Linked DNA regions of Siniperca chuatsi: region 2 is linked to region 1. The links are chromatin contacts, called in public Hi-C maps. All regions are on one chromosome and are shown on one strand. The core of a region is the stretch at or near the end of the contact, and the rest is flanking DNA. Distances in the headings are between cores, read along the strand shown.

Evidence for each region. A called contact is a pair of places that touch in the nucleus more often than the background predicts.
Region 2: a Hi-C map of liver shows a contact between it and region 1, with 2.0 times the contacts expected there. The contact joins the promoter of gpr25 here to the enhancer-like site in region 1. A contact is called at or near these places in 2 of 3 Hi-C or Micro-C datasets (liver and skeletal muscle).

The regions. Positions count from the first base shown.
Region 1 is chrLG2:20,206,866-20,211,769 of ASM2008510v1, forward strand. It overlaps gdf11 (growth/differentiation factor 11), which reads left to right. Exons shown (of 3, transcript XM_044217603.1): 1 at 1-3,441. The coding sequence starts at 3,027. Among protein-coding and RNA genes, the nearest start is that of gdf11, 2.9 kb to the left of the region's middle. Within about 2 kb of position 3,011, the one cell type or tissue checked has an H3K27ac peak away from gene starts, as active enhancers do. A contact at or near this core is called in liver, where this site is marked.
Region 2 is chrLG2:20,246,518-20,251,421 of ASM2008510v1, forward strand. gpr25 (probable G-protein coupled receptor 25) reads left to right here and starts at 2,991. Exons shown (of 1, transcript XM_044175847.1): 1 at 2,991-4,904.

The DNA of each region.
Region 1 (4,904 bases), core at 1,761-4,260:
ATCATCCACTCCGACCACTGGCTCATAGGCCTTTTTCACAGCGCACATTTTGACTTGTCATAGAAGGAAAAGTACAGGTGTTACTAAAAACATTAACAATGACTCTGTTGTATCCAAGTGTCCCAGTAAGTCATGACAGCGAGGCAGTGAGGCAGCATGCACAATACCAGGACCCTGAAACCCTGAAGCAATTCAGCCATCATTAATTATTATTTACACCTGTTATTTAACTACTGTTAACTACTGCATGTCAAAATGTCTTCAGTGGAAAATGCCTGAGGTGGCTCATGGTGAATATGAAGGTGCATACAGCTTTACAGCTCTCTCCTGCTTCCATAGCATCATCATCACACCTGAAACCAGTGAACTGCTGAAGCACTCTGAGTTTCTTGATAATCATGGCGGATAAATGTCTAAAAGCTCAGCGTCAGAAGGTTGGATTGAGGGTCAAAAAGTCCAGCAGCTCCTGAGGCCTTCATCTCCGACTCAAAAATGGGGGCTTTCCTCTCTGGGAAGAAGGTCTTGGTGCCGCAGACTCAAGAGTTGTTTATGCGCTGACGAGACCGCGTTGAGTATTTGGTCCACAGGTAGAGTTGGAGCTTACAGCAGCAGCAAATTGAGATGGTCGAGACAGAGCCCAGTTCTGTTCCCCAGATATTTAGTCTCTTGAGCTCTTAATCAGACTTCAAAGTATTACATTTATACAGATCCCCACTAGGAGAATTAGCTGAATGAGTGTGTGCATCAAATGCAGAGAGAAACACTGATCATCGTGATATAGTTTTTAGATTTAGGGTTCATATATCTATAAGCACATCTAAATAACAAAACAGTTTTTGCATCTGTTCATCAGACATACAGTATTTGATGCTAAGCATTTACAATGCAAATTAGCATTTCTTTTCATCGAAGGTCATAAACACAATACGCAACAACATGAGCATCTATTTTATGGTGTGGACCAGGCGCTCTGTGACTGCACTAGATGACACCAGTGAAAGGAAAAAGCCCAAAGCTTGTCTGTATTACCACCCGCTGGATTCAACAGCTCTCTAACAAGCGTCCATTCAATGTGTAGCACAAAGCAACAGCTCAACATTTTGGGACATAAACGTATTCACTTTCTTGCTAAGGGTTAGATGAGAAGATCAATACCACTCTTATATCGGTACGCGGCACATAACCCCCATAAAACCTTTATGTGTTTTTGCTAAAATATAAAAAGCGAACGAGTGTCTTGCTTTATCCCTTGTGGACTAGTCTATGGTTTTGATCTATTTAATTTAGATAAGTCTTGTCACTCAAACTGTATTTGATTATTGAAGACGTTTCAGGATAGCAGCTGTGAAAAACGTGAAGGGATCAGGAGAACAGTGTTTCCCATATATTAATGTCTGCGTAGCCCCACCCAAGTACATTAACAGACAACAGTGGGAGCAACAGCAGGATTCATTTCCAGTGCACTAATGCATGATCCACGCTAACTTAGTTTTTTGTCATATCAGTATTTGAACAATACATATTTAATACTGCCATATACCCAGTCTATATGAGCTAATGACTAGAGGGCTCTGTTTTACAATGAAGTACCACAATCTGACCACAATAAGGAGTGACAGAGGCAGCACACATGAAAACTACTAACTGAAACAAGGTATGTTCAGCTGCAACTCTGTTTTCCTCCAGCAGATGACACTAGTGGGTCAGTGGTGCCTCACTGAGAGCAGGCAACTAAAATATCACAGCTTTTATTGAGCACATATACAGTCATGAATACAGTATCTGTCTATGGTTTGTAGTTGGGCAACATTTTGATCAGATCCTGTGACACTTTGACTTATAGATCAAATGTGACACACAGAAAGCTAAAAATTCTAAAATCCACAGTAATTCATGAAGACCATTTAAAAACATGTGACATTTTCATAAGGCTTATACCAACTGCACTGATTAGTACAAATGAATGTAGGCCTATATACTTAATAATAGAGTATGCAGACCTGCTGCTACTACATGACTTCAGTCAATGTATTAATATAGGCTATTAACTTAACACTATTTTTTATTATTACCATAGGACGCAGCTTTTTAAAACCACATTTGTGCATTTTACAGCCCTTGATTTTGAATGAATAGGCCAGTTATTACTTCACTCGTTCACACAGATACTTTGACGCTCAGTTTGGAGAGTCTCGTATCGGACAAGCTCGTGCAACCTCTAAATAATCTGCATCTAGACCGCTGGTAGGTCTATATGACGATTCCTCATCAGTGGCTTTCTTGTTAAAATGCACCATAGATATTGAGATGTGTGTGATTTAGGAGATGATGTGGAGGATTCGAGAGGAATCCATGAAGCTTTTTTTCAGTTTACACCATAATAAACCATTTATAACAACAGGCGCAGCGAGCCATAGTTTATGTCATCATCATAATAACCAAATTGGGCAATGTGAGACATTGTTTGTGCACTGTAAAACATTTATACTCTCATAACAGTGCGCGCACCCTCCCTTCGCTCTGTCCCTCTTGACTTGGTGACAGACCTAAAAGCCTTTTGTTGCAATCTTAGCCAATGGAGACGGATTACGACACCGGGCAGCTGAGATATATAAAGAGCCCCTTTTTGACCGCACTTGCACATTTTTCAGTGACACTTCTGAATTCACACACCTCCATGGACTAAATTGTACAGAAGACCCCAAAACAACCATTATACTACATTTTGAGCAGGCTATGCATTCATCAGACAGATAATTTGTTAACTTTTAATCAAACCAGCACGCACCGAGACACACTGGAACGTACTTTTTTTTTTTTAATTTATTGCAAAATCTCCAGCTGCAAAAAAGCAACTTCGGGGTGATCGTATTGGATTAGATGCATGCCACTGATTCCCTGCCTTTTGTAGGATAAGGCACACAATAGACGCACATCCGAGAGAGGGGATATAACGGGATAAAGCGAGTGAAAAGACAAGAAAAAATAAAGAAAAAAGTTGCATTGCCTGGTGTCCACGCATCGTCATGCCGAGGTACAGCTTCTTACTGTGCTTGATGGTGCTCATCTCCCTGGGACAGTCGGGGAGCGATGAGCCCAATCTGCTGCTGCCTTCTGCCAGCGAGACGCCCACGGATGCCGGGCTGTCCCTGCTGGACGAGGACGCCGGTTCCCACGAATGCTCCGCCTGTGTTTGGAGGGAGCAGAGCAAAGTGCTGAGACTGGAGACCATCAAGTCCCAGATCCTGAGCAAGCTGCGCCTGAAGCAGGCGCCCAACATCAGCCGGGAAGTGGTCAATCAGCTGCTGCCCAAGGCTCCTCCGCTCCAGCAGCTCCTGGACCATCACGACTTCCAGGGAGACGCGTCGTCCCAGGATGAGTTTATGGAGGAGGATGAGTACCACGCCACCACGGAGTCCGTGATCACCATGGCCTCTGAGCGTGAGTAATAGTTTACAACCCAACAATATTGTCTCCAAATGCGTCAGGCGCGTAATTGCGGAGCAGATAGGTTCAAGTGACTCAGGCCTGCTGCGTGGACAGTGGAGCCGCTGGAGCTCATTCAAGTCAGTGACCTAACCTACTTTTTGAGATTCAGATCGGGGGTCCACTCTGTGTGTCTGAAGCGGACTGATAAAATTAGACAAATGACTCTGGTCAGTTGTTGGTCACGGCTGTCAAAATAGACCGGGGATTACGCATCAACCTGATAAATCAATAATCAGCAGCATAAAGAGCCTCGTCACTCTGAGACAGACAGCTCCAATATGGCCCGATGAACTTTTGTTTTCATGATGGTGATGATGATGATGGTGACGATGGAAGGCTACGTCCTGATGGAGCAGTGTCTAATATTTAGTCCACCTGCTGTCATGTTCAAACTCTTTCAGATTTTTCTTTGTGTTTGACAGAGAGTAAACGCAAGATAGACCCGTTTGAATGTCAAGTGCATTATTAATGATAATGCAGCATTTGGCTGGCAGTTGCATCACTTTAGCCTTTATGCCTATTTTTTCCCTTTTTTTTGCATAAAGGCCCTGAAATCTGGAGTTATGATCACGTCGTGAGGCCCCTCTGATTATTGCCCCCGAACAATTTGCTCGCCCACGTATAGTTTCCCATAAATCCACAGATAAACCGCAGGCTTTGTAGACATTTTATAAAATTACTGTTGAACCCTGGCAGCTGTGCTCTATCGTTCTTTTATAGGAGGCTCTACCGGTTTCCCTGCTGTTCATCGCAGTGAGAAAAAGTGTGTCCAAAAAGCTGCTATTGTTCCCCTCATGCAGCGGCCCCCCTCGGCCGCACTTGCCTTTTAAATGCGAAGTTTATGGGCGCAGCTCGTTTTTTTTTCACCACGAGTACACAAAGACAGAGAATCACTTAGGGTCGAGGGGAGTGTGTGACCTTTTCCTGGCGAATCGCGGGGTTCAACAACATTTACACACGTAATATATTCTGCACAAGGCGGATAAAACACACTCCAAATAATCAGGTTTTTTTTACTCCAGGAGTGAACAAAGATATGCCTTTGTGCAGGAGACTTTGGCCTATTATGTGTTGTCTGACGTTATTAATTCCTTGTTATAATATCTATCTATCTATCTATCTATCTATCTATCTATCTATCTATCTATCTATCTATCTATCTATCTAGTTGGGATTTGTATGTTAAAGGAGCCTCTGTTTCTTTTCTCTCATCAGTTAGTTTTTGAATAAGCTAGTTGAGATGTATATTTTAATATCTAGTATCTAGTTTAATAACACTTCTTCACCTGTCCTGACAGCCCCACCTGTCTCTGTGATTATAGCGAATCAACCTTCACTTGCCATGTTGTTGTAACTGCAGGCTCAAATGTCATCTGAATTTTACCTCCATCTTTCCTACTCCACCACTCTTTATC
Region 2 (4,904 bases), core at 1,741-4,240, 40 kb after region 1:
TGAGTCAAACCTTGTCTGTCTTGCTGAGCTACACTAATACCTGTTCCACCCCCATAATCTTTCAATGCCTTTACACCACAGTTTCGAGGGCTGATGTCCTGAAAACAATCTGATCAAAGTCACCTCAAGCATTTCAAGCATACTTTCAGTTTCGTCTCTGAGATGTGTTTTGCAATTTGTAAAGTGGCTTCAGTAGAGCAGAGCAAAATGTTGAGAGGTAAAAGACAATAGAAACATCACATAGAATAAGTGGGATTGTTCCGCTTGTGATAATATGTACCATAATTATTAAAAATTCATTTATGAAATTAAATATAACAAATACATGTAGTCACGATGCCACATTATAACCACCTGAGTCTGTCACTACTGTAGATACTGTTTTCTGAATAAGACAAAAAAAAGTTACTGTCCGCCATTTTATTTGAGTGTCAGTATTCTGAGTGTGTACATTGATCCACTATATGGTGCCCCTTTTAGTACAGTATATTCATACTGTAAACTTTTGCACATACCCATGTAAATATTTTGCACATTACACAAACTGTCATTTAAAAAAAGTTATATTGTACATATTCTTTATTATTTTCTTATACTATTTTTTTTATATTCTTTAACATCTTATTTTGACCTGAGCTTGAGCTTGAGTTTTGACCTGCAGTACTTGCTTTATCTTTCTTTTATTTGTACTATGTTCATTGTTTTGCACCAAAATCCCAAATTCCATGTATGTGTAAACCTACTTGGCAATAAAGCTGATTCTGATTCTACCGTTTTGTGGCATGTACACTACTTTCTGCTAATGCAATGCACCGTTATAGTCCTAGCTTTTGAGTTTTGTTAGAAAAATGTAGTTTTCTCTGAGTGATACCAATTCTCTTGTTTTGGCTGGTTTTTGGTCATGCACTCAAACTAACGGTGATATAAAGGAGGGCCAAACACCTGAAATGTGTGGCTACTTGACAGCTAGTATTTGTGGTTATGCATAGTGAACAGTTTTTTATCCTCAAATTGGCTTTTTTTTTAACTGCGCAAACTGACGAACTGTAAGGGTGACCAATTAATCTTCATTCTTTAACTCCCTGCATTCCTGTATATATATATATATATATATGTCTTATCATGATACGATAACGTATGAGCATTAAGGTGTTACTCAAATTTATCATGTGGTTTGTATGTAAATGAAGAAGGACTCAGACATGTGGAGCATGAGGAAAGAGGCTTAAAATTAACAAAAGGGAACAATTAAAAGCCTCTGACTTCTAAAAACGACACAGAATGGAAGGCTGTGCAATCCTTTGTGTTAAATGAACTTTTGATTTAGTTAAACAGCTAAAACACCCAAACAATGGAAGCCTTTTCGGAAACTTAGCACTCGACAAGTGAGGAGCAAATTGAACGTGTGTGTGTGTGAGTGTATATACGAGTGCGCACGTGTGTGCATGTGACCTATGTCTAACAATCACCCTGACGCATACCATCCTTTCTCTCCTCAAATAAAAACAGAGTAAAAGGAAAAGAGAAATCATCCACTGTTGAACTACTTTACGAGATCCTCCTCTCAACAGAAAAGGGACTAAGTATCCATGGGAATCTTAGCACGTTAGGGAGGCCTTTCTCCCTTCCTCTCATCCGCTCTCCCCCGCTGCACCCATGGACCAATGCAATTGTTTATTTTCTCCTATTGAGGCTGCTCCATTCACTGACTCTCACATTTACTCTGCTCAATTGGAGTGAGACAGCACTTATTCGAGGAGAGGAATGTAGCGTTCCACTGACAGAGCAGCAAGAATGCAAAAGAAATAATTAAAACTTTTTAAAGGAAAAGGTACAGCTGAGCATGAGGGAGAACGACGTCAAACCGAACAATGCTGACTGACAGGATTTTCTGCTGTGATGAGTATATCCACACATCACCTTGACACTACAAAGTAAAGGAGTGTTTGAATAACGCACAATGCTAGAAAGTGGAGCAGGGATCCTATAAGGAGGTCATTCATTCGCCGTGCTTTCTTAACTGAAACTCAGTGCAGAATAATGAAGCGTTCTCCGGCCTCTTGTAAGATGCGGCCTGTCCTCCAGCCTCACTCTTCCTGGGCCCCAGCACAATAGCTGCGAGCTGGACCACAGAGTTCATTTTTCCTGGGGTCTATTCTGTCTTGAGGAGGCAGTCGTAATGACAGTTTCCTTCTCTGTAACAATGGCCGTGGCTGCCATAGCCTTCTCTGTCCTGTCAATCTCTTATATCTTTTACCGGGGTGAATCTTCAAGCAATGAGCTGGGGTCAATGTTACACGAAACTAAATCTGATGTATGAATTTACAGCTGAGGCAGAGAGTTGAATCACTCCATCCAGACTGTCACCAGTGCAGTGTTTGTTAAGGATGAGCTTCTAATGCACAGTGTACCAATGTCAAGCAGTTTCAGTGTGCTTGGTTTCTGTGACAGTGATGGGTTTTTAGGATATGTGCCCAGCAGTTGATAAAGAAAAACAGCTGGCAGTGCTGCCCCAGCACACAACATATTGAAACTACAATATGTCTGCTGTGGATGAAACATGATTTTGCTTTCTTTGTCCTTTTCAGGTTTTAGCTGCTTGGCAATGAGTTGGCAGTCAAGTCAGTTTTATTTACATTTCCCAAAGTCATACATTTGCCTCAAAGAGCTTTATAATCTGTATATAATCTGTACAGCATATGACAGCCTCTATGTTTAGACCATCAGTTTGGATAAGAAAAAACTCCTTTAACTGGAAATATTTGTGGATGTCTCTTCCAGGACAGAAAGACATGTAGACTAATAGATGTTGTGTGTACAGAATACACAAAAATAACAACAGTAAAATGACACTACAGAGAAACAGAATGACAATATTAGGTAGATAAATGACCCCTGACTCATTGTGCACAACAGAAAGCAGTATTTTATTTAATTATTGGCTATTTTCTCTATAGAAAGATACACTACTGAGACAATGCTAAGACTGGCCTCTACAAAAAGTCAGTAATAAAATGGACGTGTAAACATAAGTCACCACTTCAAATCACCAAACTAACTGGTGAAAGTGAGTAAATAGAAGTACAGAACAGTTTACATCCAGTCTGTTTCAGTAGAGCTGCTCTGAGGCCAAAGGGAAGGAGACTGTTGTTGTTTGACCATGATCAGCTCTAATGGGGTCAATGACAAGTAAACGTTGCTGAGAGACATGTGACATGGACCCTGGCTGATATTTGCATTTAAATTTTTACTTAAGTTTTTTTTTAAGTGAAAGCAATTATTGCTGTGTGTAATTTTGTAATAAGTGTCCTTGCCACTGTGTGTATGTGATCTGCCGAGGGTCTGCAGATGAAAATTGGGTTTAAGATCACTCTGGTACAATACATCAAATGATAACATCTATGTTTAATATTGTCCCTTACAAATAAAACCAAATAAATAAACAACATCACTCTGTGAAATGTGCACTTTCATCAGTACAGCTTTGTCATGATGAATGAAACTTTAATGAAGTCCAAAGTGGTTATGTTAACTAACACAAGAATGAATCACGCAAATACTTCAACGTCAAAACTAAACAAACACTACTGCATGTGATACAAAGGGAAGGTGATATAAGGACTGTCAGTGAACAGACTGCACATAACAATATATGCAATATGTGTCGAATATATATAGGCACAAAGCTATTCAAAAGCTGTTTAATCTGGGTTTGAGAATGAATGGATAGGTAGAGGAAATATTAAAGAATTAACAGTTTGTAAATTGAGACTCTGCCTGCTCCTTCCTGGCTTTAACCAGAAGCATGTTTTCACCAACTCTCAGCAAAGGAAACACTCTCTTTTGCAGAAGATGAGCTGAGACATTCGCTCCAGAACCGCAGGCAGTCTGATTTTAGGCAGGAGGTCGCCACATATAAAACAGAAGTAAATCTCACCTGCCCCCTACTGGTCACACACATCTAATACACTATGATACAAGAAAAGAGGATAATTCTCACCAATATAAGATAGGAATCTGTCCTCTTCTGTATTTATAAGACAGATGTGACAATTCATCTGAGCAAATATCTACGGAGTTGCCACACACACACACACACTGTCTGTCTTGGGGAATATTTTAACATATAAAGTCTTTTGCAACAGGGAATTTATGAACAGCTACCATGTTAAACTAATTTGCAGTGGTGGAAAGTAACTAAGTACATTTACTCAAGAACCATACTTAAGTACAATTTAGTATTTCCATTTTCTGCTACTTTATACTTCTACTCCACTACAATCCAGAAGCGAATATTATACTCTTTACTCCACTACATTTATTTGATAACTTTAGTTACTAGTTACTTTGCAGGTTCAGATTAATAATACAATTACAATCAATAAATTATGGTGTTCTATTATCTGTTAAGATAAGGTTTTATTGATTGCTTGGTGAAATTCACAAGCTACTGTATATATAGTAAAAAATAAGCCTCACCTTTACCAGCTGCAACATTAAAGTAATGTACACATTAGTGCATTAATAATTATAATTCAGTAATATAATATATGACTCTGAAATGGGCTGTTCTGCACAATGATTACTTTTACTTTTTGTTCTTTAAGTATATTTTGATGCTGTGTACTTTTACTTATTTATTTAGAGTATTTCTACACTGTGGCATTGCTACTTTTAATGACATAAAATATCTGAGTACTTCTTCCACTACTGCTCATTTGTAAACTTACACGCTTTTATTAATTAGTGCAAAATATTGTACTGGCTCCCTGTTATCCATTATACACCCTGCTGTGCCCATAATGGTGCCATGATGCTTTGTAATTTCAGAGATTTAATTGACATGATTTCAAATCAATAAAGAAAATAGTCTCTTTGACTCACTAAAATTACACGTGAAAGCA